Regions from separate parts of the Mus musculus genome. Here region 2 is linked to region 1. The links are chromatin contacts, called in public Hi-C maps. All regions are on one chromosome and are shown on one strand. Each heading gives the region's core, a stretch centred on a gene start, on an enhancer-like site or on the middle of the called end of the contact. The rest is flanking DNA. Distances are from core to core; before and after follow the strand shown. Region 1 has its middle 9.9 kb from the start of Pdk1. Region 2 overlaps Rapgef4 (Rap guanine nucleotide exchange factor (GEF) 4).

Region 1 (4,812 bases), core at 1,619-4,118:
GCTGGCCCTTTAAAAACAACTATTTATTTGTAGGGAGCATCCTTGATTAGGATCAGAGGCCAACTCTGTACAGAGGTGCTAGCGACAGACCTCATCTAAAGGGAATGCATAAGGGGGATGCATGGCTAAGTACTCTAAACATAAGCTTTTCAACAAAACAAACCCAAAAACCCCAGATGGAGAAAGCTGGTTCCAGCCTAGCTCCTCTGCAGGCAGGCGCTCAAAGGGCAAAGCTAAGCAGGTAATGAGTGGCGATTACTCGGGAGTGAAGGAGTCAAGTGTAATTTTGTAGCTGTGAACAAAGCTTAAGTGCTTCATCTTGCTGCCCTGGCCTGATGTATCTTCGTTGGACTGCCTCTGCCAGGGCGAGGAAATAGACCAGGAGAGGAGAGGTCAGATACAATTTCTCTTTATCCATCTAGAACATCTGCCCCAAGTCCTCCACTATAGGGTCAGAATGCACTGCTTTTGTTATCTCAGAGCCTGGCGAGTAAATGTTCAATTCACCAATAATAGGATTTAGGTGGGTGTTCTATTAAAGCCCATCATTTGTTAGCTGAAAGTGTGTGTGTGTGTGTGTGTGTGTGTGTGTGTGTGTGTGTGTACATACACACACGCAGATGTTAAGTTGGGTTCTGGGAGACAGAAACAACATACTGGCTCTGGCATTTCTAAAAGACCTTTTTAAATTTTGCTTTATTACCCACCCCACACCTACCTTTCTGATGATGAAACCGTGTAGCCTAGCCTGGCCTCAACTCCTAAACTTAAGAGTTTTTTTTCTGACACTTTCTCGGAAATATAAACGGAGAGGGATGGTCTTAGCCAGATACGGTGACACCCCTTTACTCTCAGCACTTGGGAGAGGCAGGTGGGTCTATTGAATCCCAGGCCAGACTCAACTGTATCAAAAGTTCCAAACAAGCCAGGGCTACACAGGAAGACCTTGTCTCCATACAACAATGAAAAGATAGCATTAATAAGTTTGAGAGAACTGTTTTGCTTGTTTTTTGAGACGGGGTCTCACAGAGCCAGGTTGTCGTTGACTTTATTAGGTAGCCGAGGATGACATTCCTGTCCCCACCTTCCTAAATTAACTTTATACTTATCACGATTAAAACCCCCAAGTGGAGATACTGACAGTTGAATTGTGAGCCTTTCTGGGCAAATCTTAAACTTGCCCTGAGAGTAATTCCATTCTAAGTACGGCCACGGTGAAGACTGCCTTAAAGATCACCAAGTGGCCTGTGTTTTCAGAGTCTTCTGCCCATGGAATAAAAGTGCCTCTTGTTTGTGGTAACTTCTGTGCCTGGCTGAGCAGCTAGAGATGCCATCCTCAATGCAGACAGGTGGGTGTTACCTAAGAGCTCAGACCTGGGGCAAGGCAGCCTCACCTCTTAATAATGTGACCCTGCAATCATGTGACCCTGTGGGTAGGGGTGTAGTCTCAGGTCTGGGCTCTTGTTCCTCCATCTATAAAATAGAGAATTCCTTTCTTATAGGGAGGCAGTGCAACTACTCGGAAGTACTTATTAATGTTACCTAATTTTTACTTACACTTTTTATTGTGCAGAGTTAAAACGTTTAAGTAGGAAGAAAGCAAGGAAACACTGCTAATTTTTATTACTAAAACCTTCTGTCTTCTCATTATCAACCCACAGTTTACTATTGGGAGTTGGGCATCAGACGCTCGGTGTGATACACATAACATACACGCAGACAAAACACACATACAAATGACTAAAGGCTTTTTAAAGAATCCTTTTATATTGAAAGTACTTTTTAAGGTTCCATTTCATGTATGTGTCTCTGTGAGTGTGTATCACAGGTGTGCCCTCTGAGGCCAGAGGAGAGCACCCCCTCACCTGATGTGGGTGCTGGGTCCTCTGGATGAGCAGCAAGCACTCCCAACACTCAACCCCTAGTCAAGTACCTTAAGTGTTGGGTCTCTTTGCTCGTCTTAATAGAATGGCGTAAGGAAGTTCCTGCTGCAGTGAATACAGAAAAAAAGCAGCTAGGGATTGTTACTGTTGGAACACACAGTGCTCTAAGCTTACGTGCTCTGGATGCTTGGCCCTCGGCTGCTGCTGCTGCTCCAGGGGTTGTGGAAAGTTGAGGATTTGGAGCCTGGCTCCACTTGGGACATGCCACGGTGGTTACATCTGTCATTGCTTCTGTCTGCCACCATGTGTGAATACTGCCACTGGGTGTTCCCACTGCTTCGAACTCAGCCACTGCATCTTGCCTCTGCTTCCATGGTGGCCTGTGACTGTCAGAAACCTGTCAGGTATGGTCACAGCAGTGAGCAAAGTAACTAATAAAGATCTTAATGAAAATGAAGTTAAAATCCTTGCAAACAGGGCATTGGATGGACGACAGCATTTACATAGGCAAAAGTTTAAGGATTTGGGTGTGTCTGTGCTTTTCTTTCTTGTTGCTGCCGTTTGTTTTTGAGACACAGTCAGACTTTAACTCAGGGTGGTCATAAACTGATTATATAAGCCAGACTAGCATTGAATTTGTGATGGTTTGGCCTCAGACCCCTGAGAGCTGAGATTATAAGCACAGACCACACTGGGTCCAACTTGAAATTGGTTAGTATATGTAAGACAAGATACTACTGAGTGATTGGGCTAGAATGGACAAACTTCTGTTTAAAAAGATAGATTAGTTTTTAAAAAACAAGCTTATTAGAATGTATATTTCATATGTATATGTGAGAAGTGAACTGCAGTTCCACTTGTATACACACACACACATACACACACACACACGTGTATACACACACATGTGCACGTGCTACAGTACTTGCAATACAGAAAATGAAAGTTGGACATAAAACTAGCATCCTCAAAGCCATGTAACAGCGCATTATCAACAGGAAGCAGTAAATTTTTTCAGAAGACAGGGCATAGAAAAAAAGGCTTTGAGTCTAGAGGTAACAATTGCACTCAGCAAATGAGAAACAGAAAATCCAGTTAGTAAAATTTGTGAACAGATTCCCTGGTTGCCACCTCCAAGCTGGTAAGACAGGAAAACTGTTTTTAAATCCACTTCTGTTTTGAAGACTCCGCATGCTGGTTAAGAGGCTAGAACATCTGGACTGTAGAGAGATGGGATGGGGCAGATCATGAGCCTTGGATGATACAGTCTTTTTTTCACATGTGTGTGGGTGCAGATGGAAGCCCAACATTTATGCCAGTGTCTTCCTTGATTTTTCCCACCAGTTTGCTTTTTTGTTGCTATTATAAACACTAAAAGACTTGTACGGCTTACCTGTACTGATTATTGTCTATTGCTGAGGGAAGCCAAGGTAAAAATGTAAGCAAGGCAGGAATCAGGAGACAGGGACTGAAGCAGAGGCCATGGGGAAATGCTGTTCACTGTCTTGCTCAGTCTTATATACCCCAGAACACCTGCCCAGGGTGCTTCTGTATATGACCTTACAGGCGTATGAATACTGGCAAAATTCTGGAATATATTATTAAATCTATCCTCTAGCCTCTACCACTCTAGAGCTAAGAATGCTATCTGAGATTTTTCCACTCTGCTCTGGCCCTCTTGCCTGAAGCTCTCATTAACATACTTAGTAAGTACACTGATTTATGGCTTTCTTCTGTCCTATAATTATGAAATTTTATACAGCATCTGCCACAGTGGAGTGCTTTACTCGGAGCAAGGTGAACCCATGTTATAGACCTTGAAAACTCATATTTGGCTCAGAATAAACAAACTCTTGCTCCCTTTGGGTCAGAGTTGCGTTTAATGTTCATACCTTCGTCTTCCCTTGTAGCAGGCAAAGGAAACCATAGCTTTGAAATCTGCCCCTTTTTGTAGGCAAATATGGGAAAGCAGAGAGCCCTGCCGTATCTCTTTCTTTCATTCAACACTCCATCACTCCATCTTTTTATGGGGAAGCATATTCTAGTCTTACATTCTCTCATAATTCGGAACTCAGGAGATTTTTTTTGACCCCTTGGAGACATATTCTAGTCCTTACATGCTGGGTAATTCAGACCTTGGTAGATCTCACCTTGACTCTCTGAGACATAGGAAGAGAAAAGGCCATCCATGCCTTCTGAGTTAAGGTCTGAAAAAGCAGGTATGTGCACCAATGGAGGCTGGCAAGCAGCTGCGTGTTGAAAGCAGAGTGAAGTGATTGAGAGGACTCAGGACAGCCAGAGGTCAGGGATAGCATGCTTAGGAATTCGGTCAGTATCTGTAAAAAGAGATAAGGAAAATGAAAAGTTATGTTTTCTCAGTTAGAATGCAGAAACGCAGGCAGACCTAGCAGTGCCATATGGCAGAAGCTCTGGGAGCAGCTGTCTCATGGGAGAGGCATCTTCAAAGCATGAGTACACCAGCTCCCTGTCTTAGTCAGGCTTTCTATTCCTGCACAAGCATCATGGCCAAGAAGCAAGTTGGGGAGGAAAGGATTTATTGAGCTTATACTTCCACATTGCTGTTCATCACCAAAGGAAGTCAAGCCTGGAACTCAAGCAGGTCAGGAAGCAGGAGCTGATGCAGAGACCATGGAGGGATGTTCCTTACTGGCTTGCTTCCCCTGGCTTGCTCAGCTTGCTTTCTTATAGAACCCAGGACTTCCAGCCCAGGGATGGCACCACCCACAATGGACCCTTCCGCCTTGGTCACTAATTAAGGAAATGCCTTGCAGCTGGATCTCATGGTGCCATTTCCTCAAGGGAGGCTCCTTTCTCTGGGATAGCTCCAACTTGTGTCAAGTTGACACACAAAACCATCCAGTACACGTCCTAATTTTTTCCCCATCTCTTTAGCTGTCTTCAGGTGAAT
Region 2 (4,812 bases), core at 1,704-4,203, 250 kb after region 1:
CTTGCATGAGTGTTTGCAGTGTCTGTACTCCCCGTGGTCCATCGGGTTGGTTCTTGAGCACAAGTCCTTTATCTAAGATGGCGTACTGTCGTATGAGCCCTGTGCCCACCTACCCTCTTCTGTACTCTATTGATCTCTGGCTTACTTATAATACCTAACACAATGTGAACCTTGTTATTTTATCTTCCTTAGGGAGCAATGAAAGGGAAAACATATGCATGTTTTTAGTGCAGACAGTTTAAAAAACATTTTCAATCACCAGTCAAATCTGTGGATACCAGACTGTAGGTACAGAAGGCCAGAGAATTTGCCCGGACCGTGGGTTTTGCTTGAAGAAACTCATGTGAGGTTTGCCTTCATGCTTCTTGCATTACATTTCAAGCTGTGTTCTCTAAAGCAAGCTTTCTGCAGCTGAGATCCAGAACATTCCTGCCGCTGTGGGAATTCCATGCTGACCTTTCTCCATGTTTTCTCAGTCTTCTCTGCCATGGGCTGCAATGCTCGAAGTTTAAAGTAGTTTGCCTCAAAGAGTTTGTGTGTTTGTTTGTTGTGAGACAAAGAGTCTCACTATGTATCCCTGACTGGCCTGGAACTCTCTATGAAAACCAGGTTAGCCTCAACTCACATAGATCTGTCTGCCTCTGCCTCCAAGCGCTGGGATTAAAGGTGTGTCCCACCACACCCAGAGAGTTTTTGAGGTCTATTTTGAATTATCTTTCTCTGAGGTGCTTTAGTTGTTTAATGGTCTACACCTAGTCCTCTGAATGATGACATCATCTTTATAGACATCTTTTTTTTTTTTTTTACCTTGGCCAGAAAAAGAAATACATTTAGAAAGATTTGACATTTGAAAATAGCTTCTAGTTTTCTTGTTTTACTTCTAACAAAACGAAAGGGCTAGTTTCCATAAGTCCTATTGGTGCACCATCTTTGTGTACCATGTCTCATTTGTCTGGAAGCTCAGTAGACTGGTCCTTTGTTTCCCACTTCCACCATATGTGTCCCCTACTTCTGCTTGGTGGCTTTCTTCACTAGCAAAGTGTGCTGGATAGGTTTAACCTTTAACTTGATCCAATAAAAAATCACCTGGGAAGAGAGTCTTACGAGGAATTATCTAGACCATGTTGGCCAGTGGACACGTGTATGGAAGATTGTCTTGATTGTTAGTTGAGGCAGAAAGATCTGTCCTGAATGTGGACTGCACCATTTTATGGGCTGAGCCTTGGATGGTGTAAGTGTAGAGGTTGTTCCCTGACCACTCTGGAGCAAGACAGCAACTCTAGGATCTGACCATCTGCCTTGACGTCCCTGAAATGATGCACTATAACATAGAGTTCCAAGCCAAATAAATTCCTTCCTCCTCTGATTTTTTTTTTTTTTTTTTTTTTTTTTTGCTAAGGTATCTTATTAAAGCAGTAGAAATGACAGTAGGGAAGAAAGGGTCTCCACAGGCGCAGAGAACAGCAGCATGATAACTCCCACGTTCATCCAAGAAGTGAGGATTATATACAAGATCCTTTCATCCCCTCATGTGTGGGTGTCAAATGCATGCCCCATACCTCCTCAGTGAGTCTCAGAATAGTTACTCAACTTCCAGTCGTCCACAGCAGCATTGCTTCTCTCTCTCCTCTACCTCAGTTTCCCCTTCTATATGCTTTCTGAGATTCCAAACATACCTCCTACAAACCAAGACCCACACTCTGGTGGGCTGTTGGTGGAGCCAAAGCTAAGCTAGAACTGTTTCCTAAGCTACTGCTTAGGTTCCTGTGCAGGCGTATTTACTTGGCCTATGGCCACCTCTGAATCTCTTAGAGCAAACCAATCAGTCCCTGAAGCCTGTTGATGCTTTTCTCTAACTATAGAAGCCAAGACCCCTAATGCATTCTATTGCCCTATGGGGACCTGGCTTTTCCTGTCCTTCAGCTCCTGAGACCTGGCAGTGTCCAGGACTCTCTGTGTGCCTCAGCCTCTGCACGCCCTCTCCTCTTCTTCGGTAATTGTTCTCAGTGTCTTATTTTCCAGCTCTTTCCTGGATCTCTCTGGTTTGTCCAGCACCTCAAGTTCCCACGTGCCTCGTGCTTTACCACCTCTATTCTTTTCATCTGTGCACACATAACTTAGCTTCAGCTCCGTCTAACTCAGAATTTGAACAAAATCCGGTTTTATTAGAACACTACTCCATCCATTGGTCCCCATATTACCTGTTCTTTTTGGATACAACTGCAGGGTGACTTGTGCAAGACATCATGTGGCTCACAACATATAAAGATTTGCTTTATAAACTTGGTCAAAGGAAGTTTAGTGACCTCTTCCCTAGATCCAACTGTCTTGCACATGATTTGAGGCCTAGCACAGAGCCCTCTTGATGATCCAAAGTAGACAAAACACAGATATTATCTTGCTGTCTGAAGTAAAAGCCATTTCTATGAAGGGTGCCTTTCTTGCCTCCTTGCTGTCATTTGTCCCTGTTACATGGATTGTGCATGTCCTTGTGGCTGCACTACTGGTAACAAGGGGACCTTTGCCAGCAGACTGACCTCCTCAGCGCCCTTCCTGGACAGCGTGGGATCCACTTCTGTGGGCTGTTTACTGGATTCACAGGCTGAGCTTTTTCTAAGGAGAGACTTCCTGTCTTAATCTGAGACCTTTGTTCAGGTGTGTCAGAGCAGGCGGGATGTGTCGTGCCGTGCTGCTTTCCAGGTCAAAAAGAGCATCTCCCTGCTTCTATGTTTATGTGGGAAACATGACCAAGCTAGGTTCAGTTTGAGGAAATCAGAGCAGAGTGGAGAACAGAAAGGAGATAGCTTTGATTTGGGCCATGCAAAGTATGAAAACATCCATACCGGATGCTGCTGTTACTGGTTTTAGCGTGGAGATTTGCATCATTTCTCTTTCACTTAGAAATATTCGTGTCTCCCTGGCTTCAAAGCAATGCCTGCCAGAGTGTCTCTGATCTGGCTTTCAGTTTCCCTTTACAGCTGTGTCTTGTATTACATTCTAGGACAGGACTGTGAGACTATAGCATTGTCCACATCCGGACTGCCACTGTTTCTGTAAACAAAATATTATTGGAGCATAGCCATGCTCATCTAGCTATGCACTGTCAATGCTTGCTCTCCCACTCAGATGGCCAGGACTGTATGGCCTGAAAAGCTCAGCCCTCTGTACAGTGTGTGTCCTGGTCTGCTCCAGGAAGACTGTTATGGTTTGGATATGCTTTGTGTCTCAAAGGTTCATGTGCCAGACACTTGGTCCCTGGAGTAGGGATATGACAGAACCTCCAAGAGGCAGGGCTCAGCTGAAGGTAGGACATGTGGCTCCGCCTTCATGAATAAATTAATTATCTCTCTGTGCAGTGGAAGAGTAGTTACTAAAAAAGACTGTATCGCCCCCATCCATTCCTGGCTCATATGTGTGCCCTTTCTGCACATAGCTGGTTCCCTTTCTGCTTCACAGTCATGCTGTGATGGTGTGAATGGGGTCTTTTCCAGGATGCTGATATGTGCTATATGAATTGAACCGTCTAGTCCTAAAATATGAGCCAAATAAAACTGTCTTTGTTAAAATACCTAGGCTTGGGTATATTGACATCAGAGCACAAAGTAGAATAAGACAAAGCTCTTTCTATTTAACCATATCCATCAGTTGTCTTCCTTTGCCTTTCTTGGACAGCATGGATCTAAGCCCTTGTATTTAAGACCATTGACTCTGGCTACAAACTCAGTCCTATCTTTTCCTGCTTAGAAAATACCTCCTACAAGCTATGATCTCTGCTTGGCTTTTATCCTCCCTGTAAAACTTCTGAATTCCCACAAATATATATATACATACACACACACACACACACATATTTCCTTTTCTGGACTCCCATGACACTTTGTAGAAGTCTGCACTAAAATGGCTTATTGCTGTCAGTATCATAGTGCCTGGCTTGTTTTTGTCTCCTGTTATAGTATGGGCTTACTCAGAACCTGTAACCAGGCAGATGATAAATAACACATTCATGTCAGAGTATTGAATATACTATAAAAACATGCAACAAAAAAAGTATGCAACATATGGAGGTCAGAAGACAAATTATAGAGTTAGGTCAATCTGTTCACTTTTCCATGGGTTCTGGGGATCCAACTCAGGTTTGTGTGCCAATCTCCTTTACCCACTGAGCTATCTTGCTGTCCCCGTTGAATGCCGTTTACCAGTGTTCAGGACAGCACAGAGGTAACCAAAAACACATATTGCAGTTGGAGAATCTTGATGGCAGAGGACTTGGGTCAGTTCTTACTTTCTCCATGTCCAACCATCTTATAGATGGAAGACATCACACACGGTTGAAAAGGGGATTTGGCAAGGATGCCTGGTAGACATACTTCTGGCTCTTTTGACTCTCTCAGCTGTGCAGTAGAGAGAGTCTTTGGTGGCATGGGGTAGGGGACAGGGTGTCATTAGACACAGTGTGCTGGTGGGAGAGCTATTGGGAGAATTGTTAATACTTTTTCCCCTGGAGGAAGCTGGGCATTTATTGGTAGACTGACCTCTTACAGCGGCAAATGAGGGATAACTGTAGTCTAACCTCTATCTTTCATTTAGAGGCACACTGACTTTTTCATCTCCTTTAGTTTTTTCCTTGTGGAACGTAAGAATATTTCACCATCTCTGATATTGTCTTTGCCTCATCAGTTGAACTAAACACCTTTAAAGTCGTTTTGTGTCCACTACGATCATTGTAGTCGCAACTTGATGACTGGCATGTTACAACCACTTTAATATTCTCCTTTTCCATGGAACACGGAATTGAAAAAAACAGAAAGCGTG

The links. A called contact is a pair of places that touch in the nucleus more often than the background predicts.
Region 2: a contact with region 1 is called in a Hi-C map of CD4 T cells, with 2.7 times the contacts expected there. The contact joins two enhancer-like sites. A contact is called at or near these places in 1 of 484 Hi-C or Micro-C datasets (CD4 T cells) and 1 of 9 other capture datasets (adipose tissue).

The regions. Positions count from the first base shown.
Region 1 is chr2:71,860,888-71,865,699 of GRCm38.p6, forward strand. No RefSeq gene overlaps it. Among named protein-coding and RNA genes, the nearest start is that of Pdk1, 9.9 kb to the right of the region's middle. Within about 2 kb of position 2,869, at least 17 of the 459 cell types and tissues checked have an H3K27ac peak or open chromatin away from gene starts, as enhancers often do.
Region 2 is chr2:72,111,353-72,116,164 of GRCm38.p6, forward strand. All of the region lies in intron 4 of Rapgef4 (Rap guanine nucleotide exchange factor (GEF) 4), which reads left to right. Among named protein-coding and RNA genes, the nearest start is that of Gm29940, 59 kb to the left of the region's middle. Within about 2 kb of position 2,954, at least 67 of the 459 cell types and tissues checked have an H3K27ac peak or open chromatin away from gene starts, as enhancers often do.